2 separate regions of the Zea mays genome follow, and region 2 is linked to region 1. A link is a contact called in public Hi-C data. All regions are on one chromosome and are shown on one strand. The core of a region is the stretch at or near the end of the contact, and the rest is flanking DNA. Distances in the headings are between cores, read along the strand shown.

Region 1 (4,760 bases), core at 1,121-3,620:
CATTGTCATGTGGCTGCTCGACTGAAACCTTCTCTTCTTTGTCTGTATGGCCATTCAAAGAAGATGCTTCACCATTTAGATTATGTTCTGGAGGAAGTTGGACATCAGAGGGTGCTTCTACTAAAACTTGATCCTCTGGAATCTTCAACGTTCCTTCAGTTGAATCGATGGTTTCTCCCATGCTCTTGATATCCATCAGAGATGAAAGCTTGCCTTCTGGGTGTGCATGCAAATGGAATGTTCCCAAAACCACAGCTTCCACTGGGACTTCCTGGGAAAATTATAGATAAATATGGATTAAAATAGTGGATTTCATGCAACATTGGACAGTCATAATAATATTATTAATTTGTTACAGCTGGCTGACATAGACAACTGATATTAGTATATTTTAGGCCTCATATTATCTCCCTGGTTAATCTGCGGCAGTTCTCCCCCGCGAGGGATGATTTGGTTTTCCAAGATTGGTGGGCTAATTTGGAGGCCAAGGTCCCTTATGCGCTGCGCAAAGGGATTAACTCCCTTGTGATGTTGGTGGCATGGTGGCTTTGGAAGCAGCGGAATAATTGTGTGTTTGAGGGGGATGCTCCTAGTGGCAACCAGATTATTCAGAATATCAAAGACGACGCTCAGAGGTGGTGTCTCGCGGGTGCCAAAGATCTGGGCACCATCTGGCCTTAGTTTAGGAGCAGTTTTTGGCTGTTTTTTTTTATTTTTATTTTTATTTTTATTTTCTTATATTTTTTTGTTGTTTCTCTGTACTCTGGTCTTCTTTAGACCATTGGTATTTCTTCTATCTTAATATATCTAATGCGCAGTTCTCCTGCGCGTTTTAGAAAAAAAAATATTATCCATAGTAGTCATGAACCAAAGTAGGAATAGAAAAGGAAATGTTAACCTATACAATCTTGTATTAACTATTCCTTGACTTTGTTCAATTACTGCCATAAATATACTCAAAAGGACATCCAGTCATGAGTGTACTGCAGCACAGAAAAAGTGCAAGCAGACTGTCATGCATGGCAGTCGGCTAATCGCCATTTCTCGTTGGCACCTGACTTACTGATAAATGGCTCTAGAGTCTAGACTTCTAGTACTGCAGCAAGTGGTCAAAAAGAACATGCTGACTAGTCAAATGGCACACTGCCCCGGCAGTACGCATGTGGGCATCCTAACTGGATGAGTTTGTGTCTCTCCAAAAACCTTGTTTAGTTCTTACATGAAGGGTTGTAATATTGAATGTTCCTATTAAGCGTGTTAGTACTGAACTATTTGTTTTGGCATGCTTTAAGTAGACTTTTGCTCTCTTCATGCCTTTTATTTGATCGCCACACTGGATGGTTGACACTCAGTGTAAATTAATGTTAGATGCTTATGCATGTTTACCTAACCCTGTCATAGTGTCATTCATGTCACAGCAGTTGACCGAACTGTTAAACTTGTTTATCCTTATCGTTAGCATTTTTTGTTTTGGTTCTGGATAGGTTGAACCTAGGAGGAAAAGTTGTTATGTAATTCTTTAACTAACATTATTTTCTCAAACTTGGGTGAATTCATATACCATCTATCAAGCTCAGGAGAGCAATACCAGATTGAGAAAAAGAAGCAACTGAAAGAGAAGAGCGAAAGCATGTCACTCGGTGATACCTATCATGGGATGATTCTCCCTATCTGTGTTAATTTTTTTTCCGTAAACTTGGTTGCTTTTGAGATCATTTGTTTAACAACTGAGAAATGAGTGCAGGTGCAGCACCATTTCTACACAGTTTACTACATGAAGAAGAATCCTTCTTCCTTCATGATACTGAAAGGAGGTTAACAGCAAACACGTAGCAACTGTGGAACCAGAAGAAGATGCCATAGATGATAAGATTACTGTGACAATGAATCTCCTTACTTAACTCTACATCTTAACAAAGTATGTATGCATGCAGGAAAACAGAAGCAAGCAAGTGATGCAGAAGTTCTGAGGCTAAGAGGAGACATTTCTTACCGTCCCATCTGCTGCTTCTCGCTCTTCGTCTTCTGTCGCCATTGTTCCAGATCAGAATGAGAAGGAGGAGGAAGAAGAAGAAAGTTGGAAAAAGGAAAAAAAGAAAGATGGAGTGGCTTCTCCCTGAAAAAGGCCGGTGGTATCTCGAAAAGCTGGTGGTCTTTATACCGACCTTTCCTCTGCCCCTCTGTGAATATGTTTTTCTATTGCTGAGCAGCGGCTAGGAATGACAGTGCTCTTGACAGAGAATTAGCACTTGCCTAAGTGTAATCGTGATTAAGCGGGAGAAGTTATCCCTGAAATGGCAGATCAATGAACATGGGGACTCAGCATTAGGTGCCAAAATGGCAACTGGTACGTGATGAGGCACATGGTTGTGGTGGCTGGACCATTGTGTCTGCATTCTTGCTTGGATGGGCCCACAGAACCTTTTCTGTGTGACATTATTGGATCGATAATTGATCAGTGAGTACCATTCTTGGATCCTTCATCTTTTTTTTCTTCTCTAAGGTGCGGCTCAAAAGAAAATTCTAGTTTTTGGTGTGAAGATACTATTATCTGCTCTTCCTTTTCTTTTCTTTTGCTTGGCTTCAGATATCAGATAACATGATTGGTCTTCAGAAATTCCTACCGTGTAAGGCTTTAGTCACTTTCAACTATTTATGAAATGGTTGCGCTCATCCTACCTCACGTTGCACTTGGGGCGCAAGGGAGGAATGGATTTGGCCATTTTTTTTTCTGCAGCCTGGAGGAAGTTCACCTGGATCAAATCAAGTGAAAAGCAGGACAGCATGAAAGTAACCTGGCATTTGGTACAATTATTGTGTTATGTCCTGTTAAACTTGGATCCAAGGTTGCTTTCACTTTACAAATAATGGTTTGTTTCAATTTCGTTTACCAACATGCCATGTGTCATTCTTTCCACGCCCTTAGTTAGTCCTGAAACCTAAATGAACTGATTGCTGCGGTTTATGACCAAGACCTCCTAACCCAGTCTACCTTTTCTGTTCAGCCCATTGTTCGAGCGTTCAGAGCTATGGAGCCGAGGCTCTGAAGATCACTGAAGCACAAGGACAGGGAAAAGGCTGTAGAATTGAAGCCCCAGAATGCTGAATCTAGTCAAGTGGCTGCTGGGGGGGGGGGGGGGGGGGACGGTGACCCGCAGCAAGAGAGTTCCACATGTTCGACCGCCCTGGACAAAGGAAAACACCAAGTTGGCCAGCCCAAGGGCCACGCTGGATCCACGTCACGCAGTCCAACTTCTTGCAGCCGGAAAAGAAGTCCAGCCGTCCATCACCTGCTACGGAATTATCAAAACTTGAGGCAGGGAACGCTAAGCTGTGCTTGTGCTGTTATTATCCTAAGCATATAGCTGCGCCGAAAGGAGGGATGTTATGGCGCCATTGGAGGATGACATGTCTGCTTTGCAAATCCTCGTTTCCAGCCGCCCCCGGGGTGGCGCTGTCAAGCTTGACTCAGCATGGTACGTAGATTCTATCATCTCTTGGAAAACCTCCTCTCGGAGATTGATTTTTTTTCCGGGAACTGTTTGCTCTCGCTCCTTGGATTAGAATATGAACCGTCAGTCGGGTCCCACAGGAGCAATAAGCACACAGAGAGTCAATGATTTAATCAACACAAATCCTTTTTTTTCTGACGCCGTAAACCTTCAGCAATTCTGGCTCTCATGTCACCACAAATTCTGACCTGACATCCTGTCCATACACAGTTCCCGTTTTTGTGAATGACATTATTCGACATATCTGATGCTGCAGGAAAGGACGAGAGTAATTCAGAAAAGAAAAGGAGGACATCTCCACTTCTAAAAAAGGCAGAGGAGAGGTGCCCAGTTATCCGTAGATGAAGGCAACAGCTGCGGTGAATACAAGAGCTGATGGCTATCACCAGCACCTGCACCGGCCATGCTAAAGCCATGTTGTCATTTTATGCCGCCAGAGTCATAGCCACCTACGGATTTCCCGACTAATTTCGTCATCAGGTAACATACATGGGGCTGTCAATCCGAGCAATTTCTGCCAGCCCTCTGGAATATTTGAGGCCGGTGTGCGCCGGACCCGGACAGACAAAAAAAAAGAAGGAGAAATACCAAAGCCATACCATACGCCACACAAACAAACTAGTCTAGTAGTATTGTTTGAGATGAGGAGAGCATCTTTCTTGGACCAACATTGCCAGCTCCATCTGGATGCTTGGACGGACGCATTTTCCTATCCAGCGTGTCACCTCGTGCTGATGAGGCGCGTACGTACCTCGGAGGCCAGAGCGAGACCACACGTGAAATACGGTAACACCTCTTCTTCTTTTTATTGTGGAGTGGAATTAAATGCAGGAATTTCGTGAGGATGGAATTCGACTGGTGTACGGCCGGCCGCTAGAACCTTTTTCCGATTGTTCTTATGTTCTACAGAGAGCTCCATTTTGCGCCTCGTGAAATTCTTGCCGAAAATATGTGTAAACCTGTGGTTTGCAGGTAGTACGTCTTGACAGCAGCTGCTGCTGCTACGGCTTCTGCACAGTTGTCAGGATGTGGAGGAGCAGCGAGGCTTGCAGACAGTGGTGCTGCCGTGCACGCGTCTAAGACTCGTAGCTCCTTCCGCCCTCCCAGCTGGATGTGCTGCCAGTCCGATGATGGTGATGCTAGCGTTTGGCTATCATCTAGAGGGCATCGAAGTAGCAAGAGACTGGCATGCGATGCAATTACTGACGAAAAGTTGGTTGGTGCATTGGTTTGTCCTGCGTTCTGTTC
Region 2 (4,760 bases), core at 827-3,326, 440 kb after region 1:
TATCGGGTCATTGATAAATGCAATCGAGGCTGAACCAATAATCGCAAAATAAAAGTCACGAGCTTGAAGTTTGGACATTTATGGGCACTATTGAAATAATGTGTGGTGAATGCGATGGTTCAAGTGGTCTTGTGAGAGAAACATTGTTCCGCTATGTAATATATCTAGCAAATGACATGAATTAAAATATGCAGTTAATAGGATTCTGAAGATCCGTCATGAGATCCTATGTGGACTCATATCTTTGAATTATAAACATGCAACATATAAATCTCGTACCAAATAATACATTCCTGACGAATGAACACTCTCTTATGTAGAGAGAATATCTCCTAGATGAGATTATAGCTCCTTGATTGAACCTTTCCAGAAGAAATAAAGTCTGAGTTAAACACCAAAGTTTGATAATCCCTATAAAAGGATAAAGACCCATACAAACCCGAAAAGGAATAAGATGAGGTACCAAAAGACTTGAAGTTCACCGAATAAGCACATGTGCATTCCATGGGTTTTACTCATGGTAATTTCCACTAGATGTGGAATTACGGTATCCTCTAAAGCCCTGATGGCAGAAACCTATAAGGTTTAGGTGTTACTGGCAAAATATCCCCATCGTGCCAGAATGACAGACTATAACGATGTATCTGATCAATGAAAAATCCCTGATGGATTACGATCTTTGATAGACTTTTGTTACACCATCATAGATGTTGCAATGGATGAACGCCTAGAGCGATGTGTCATATTTAGAATATGTACTATTGCAACTATATTATCCCCTAAGTCATATTTAAGGACATGTTATTTGCTTTGCACAACTATGTATAAATTATGGTGTAACATAGAAAATGATAGCACTCCAACCTCATCCATTCTCGTTATTCTAGATGAACAATGAGACATATATCTTGAAGAATATGCTTGAGTTATGAGGGATAACGACTTTGATAGATGTCATCGTCAGGGAGAGCGAATGCTTATATTGATCACAATCGTGAGACAATAAATGTCATATTCTATGCCCTGAAGGCGTGAGCTTGATGATTAATATGTGAACCTTTATGAAAGTTTCTATCAAATATAAAGATCCAGTCGATCGAACATCATCAGTCAAAGTGGCTTATTTATATTGATACGTGCACTTACCTCGTATATCCTAGAAGTGAGTAGAGGTAAAGTTCCTGAAATAGTCCTTGCAAGGATATGCAATCCGTTTGCTAAATCTTTATGTGCATATACTTACAGAAGATGTTTTGCCTTATTGATGCGGTTTTGCAAGTATCAGGGGGAGCACATTTCTAAAGTTAGCCCTTGTAGAAGATTCGATAGAATCTAGATCCCAGAGGATCAAAATCTGTCACGATGACAGCTGTTGTACTCTTTTCCCTTGGTGAGTTTTCTTGAAGTTTCTTACATGAGGTTTTTAACAAGGCAACAAAGTACAAATGCAATTTGTATCACCATGCACTCTTTCTCCACATTTTTTCCACTGGGTTTTTCGGAGTTTTAACGAGGCATGTGATGGTCGCGGTATTCGCCCAAGGGGGAGTGTTAAATAACCCTAGTTAGGATTATGTGGGCAAATACCGAGTTTGCCCCTAAGGGGTCTCACATCTCTATATAAGGAACATGTACACCACTTCATATTACAGAGAAGAGAAAGAGGACAGAGACCCAACACTATACCTTGTGTCTCGTGTGTTTCTATGTCGTGCTTATGGAAAGGGAAACGGGTCTTCTACAACTTCTCGCGTCTAATCTGCTGACGGGAGGAAAGGGAGTGGATCTTGTGATCCGTGGTAACATAGTTCTCATGAGCCGGGGCGTCGCGGAGATGACATCGAGAGAACGAATACAAATGTCTGTTGGATGATGGGCTTCTAAACATACAGATGGACAAAACCAAGAAAAATATCTGTGTGGGCTTTATCTCCAGAGAAAAAGGCCGGAAAACTGGTGAAATTTTGGGCTGCCAAACCAGCCCTAAGAAATGGAACTGATCAGCAGATCTTTTCCTGGTAGGTGATGCACGGAAGGGGGAGGGCCTTGTGGAGGCAAGGCAATGCTACCCTTGTTTCACCGTGACCAAACTCCTGTGTTGTGCTCACATGGACAGCACTATGACAAGGCTAAGGCCATTAAGCCGAGTGGGTCTGTCTGACAGGAATGGTGGCCTGTGGTCACCAAAGGGGCATCAAATATGGCTAGTGGTCTCATGATCTCTTTGCAATCCCTTGGATGTACGATTGCTTGTTTCGAGCTAGAAACAGTAACATATGTAGCAACTCCACACAGTGCAAAACAAAAAAGAAAACAGATGAGCAACTAATGGAAGGATTTTGTTAAGAGAAGCTGATTACGAAGGGCAGGGTCTTTATCTGTTCGGCTACAATTTAGAATTCCCTTGTCCTTTAAGCCTATAGGTGAAGGCTTCATATTGACCATGATATGCACACAAAAAATAAAATCAGAAAATCTCCATGGCTCCACCAATTGCTTAAGATATAATCCGATGTTAGCAATGATCACCCTAGTCTCTAAGATCCAAAGCGATAGGAGTTAACAAGTACGAGCGAATTTCCCAGAACAAAAGAATTGATTTCATCCCGTTTCAGTATTTCACTGCAACGGAAGTGGTAAAAGTAAATAGACCTCTTACCCCTCATTAGTAGGTTTTGATCTAGCTCTTCCTTTGGAACTTAACCTAACTGTAGCAGAAGGCTTGAAGTCTTTACTGCAGTATGTCGCACGACAAGCATATGTTATGTAGCGCACGTGAGCATCTTCCTTTTGTATCTTTTTCAACAACTTCTTAGCCGCCTTACGTCCCCCAGATGAAAGAAAAGCTTGATACATCCTGAAGAGGCATAAATGTAATAAATAACACATAAAGCAAAATCTTACACGGCTCCACGGTAAAAATCATCCATAAATGAACAATTATGCAGAAAATGCTTTATTAATTCTTGGCTTATGTAAAAGAATTCAACCTCAAGGAACTCAGCACGTTGTGTGGAAGACCAGCAGATTCGTATTCTGTCCAGATCTGTTGGGCACGTCGCAAATCCTTTGCTTTTACACATGCGCTGAGAAGAAAGTCAAGGCTTGTCCGAGAAACATTAAGTCCAAGCTCTTTGACAGCATCAAGAAACACCATTCCAAAATCCAAATTTGTGGTCTCCATGTCCCATATTTGGCAAAAAACCTTTAAAACCGTTCAATCAAGTAAGCGAAGCTACAATTATAAACCAAAAGAAGGGAAATATGTTTCGGAACATTTAATACACCCTTTAGAAAAATAATTCAGAGGGATCTGCATTACCAATAAACACAGCAGTACAATTAGATTGTTGACTAAAACATAAAAATGAGTATCACTCATAGTGTCAACATAATTCAAATGGAATCACTTCTCCAAACTAACAGAACAATAAACAAGAGATATCACATCAAACAGTCATGAAATGCTCACCAAATAAAAAAGGGGGTAAAACTGCAGCATATTCCATCGTAAACAAACATATACCGAATAGAATGGGGAACAGAGAAGGGAATGTACTTTCAACACAATGAAAATAAAATGATGAGCAATTCGAAAAGTACAGAACATAGTTCAATACTGATCAATTAAACAACATGAGATCTTCTGTTGACCTCGATATCTATTAAGTGTGAATTAGGCAAAAGAAGATACAGATCAATGCAAAGAAGTGAATTATTGCCTATGTGAACTTGTTTACGGGTATCCTCAATCATTATATACTACACAATAACTCTGCAACAAACTAAAGGTACAAATTACACACTTCCATGAGATCAGGTGTATGTGTCATAGTTGTTAAGGTGGCAAGGCAAGGTAAGGCGACTGACCCCCTTATTACCTTTTAGCGATAAGGCATAAGGTGAGGCTATGCCTTAAATATATATATAAAACTATAAAAATATTGATATTTGAGAAAGTATTTAGGACAAAAATATTAATAAAGAAGAGAAAACGATAAAGAAAAGAAAAAGACTAGCCCAGCCAGACTAGTTAGCCTACAAAGCAGCCCAACTAGCTCATTAAAATTAGGTTAATCCCACTTCCTCTCTCCCTCTCTCCACGCTGGCGCTTCTCCCTCTCTCATGTGCCGCCGCCGCGGCACTGCCAGCTGCCTCTCTTCCACTCGCCTTAGGTGCGGGAGTAAGGCGAGCAGAACGCGTTACCTGACCTCACCGGGGCGCCTTACCACTGAGGTGAGGTGACGCCTTGACAACTATGGTATGTGTTAAGATAAAGTATGCAGGTGATTTCGATAAAACTGCAGAAACAGGAAGGCCATCAGGTATCCTGATGCCCAACAAGATCAATCTCAAAAAAGAATACCTGATCAACAACCATATATGTACTCATTTCATCTTTCTCCCTGATCTGCTTAAGTAGATCAATTGCAGCACTGGCCAAAAAAAGAAAAAGAAAGGAGAGCGAATAAACACATCGCGGTAAGTTTGAGGGTTTGACTAAACAGTGTAGAAAGGCAACAGCATAAACATTGACAATCATACTCAGGATAGTTGTGCTGGACACAGTATAAAAGTACTCTGCCACAGCCATCAAACCAGCTGTTTGAGTCATTCAGCCCATCGAGAAGTTGATGCATTCTATCCAGTTCACCTTCTGTTCGAATATGCTCCTGAAGAAGAAAATACAATTCTATAAGAAATGTAGACAGCAAATAAATCTAAACTACTATGCAGACTTTTCTCATTGGAATTGTTCA

The links. Hi-C and Micro-C count contacts between places; a contact is called where the count stands out from the background.
Region 2: a Hi-C map of ear shows a contact between it and region 1, with 2.0 times the contacts expected there. The contact joins the enhancer-like site here to the promoter of LOC103626570 in region 1. A contact is called at or near these places in 2 of 25 Hi-C or Micro-C datasets (ear and tassel).

Annotation. Positions count from the first base shown.
Region 1 is chr5:76,703,063-76,707,822 of Zm-B73-REFERENCE-NAM-5.0, forward strand. LOC103626570 (microtubule-associated protein futsch) reads right to left here and starts at 2,371. Exons shown (of 7, transcript XM_008646986.3): 1 at 1,994-2,371; 2 at 1-271. The coding sequence starts at 2,035. LOC125446251 reads left to right here and starts at 3,307. Exons shown (of 3, transcript NM_001407524.1): 1 at 3,307-3,476; 2 at 3,769-4,298. The coding sequence starts at 4,154.
Region 2 is chr5:77,140,430-77,145,189 of Zm-B73-REFERENCE-NAM-5.0, forward strand. LOC103626578 (pentatricopeptide repeat-containing protein At4g04790, mitochondrial) reads right to left here. Exons shown (of 16, transcript XM_020538417.2): 13 at 4,546-4,673; 14 at 4,367-4,436; 15 at 2,991-3,205; 16 at 2,463-2,857. The coding sequence ends at 2,656. Among protein-coding and RNA genes, the nearest start is that of LOC103626578, 37 kb to the right of the region's middle. Within about 2 kb of position 2,077, at least 10 of the 20 cell types and tissues checked have an H3K27ac peak or open chromatin away from gene starts, as enhancers often do. A contact at or near this core is called in ear, where this site is marked.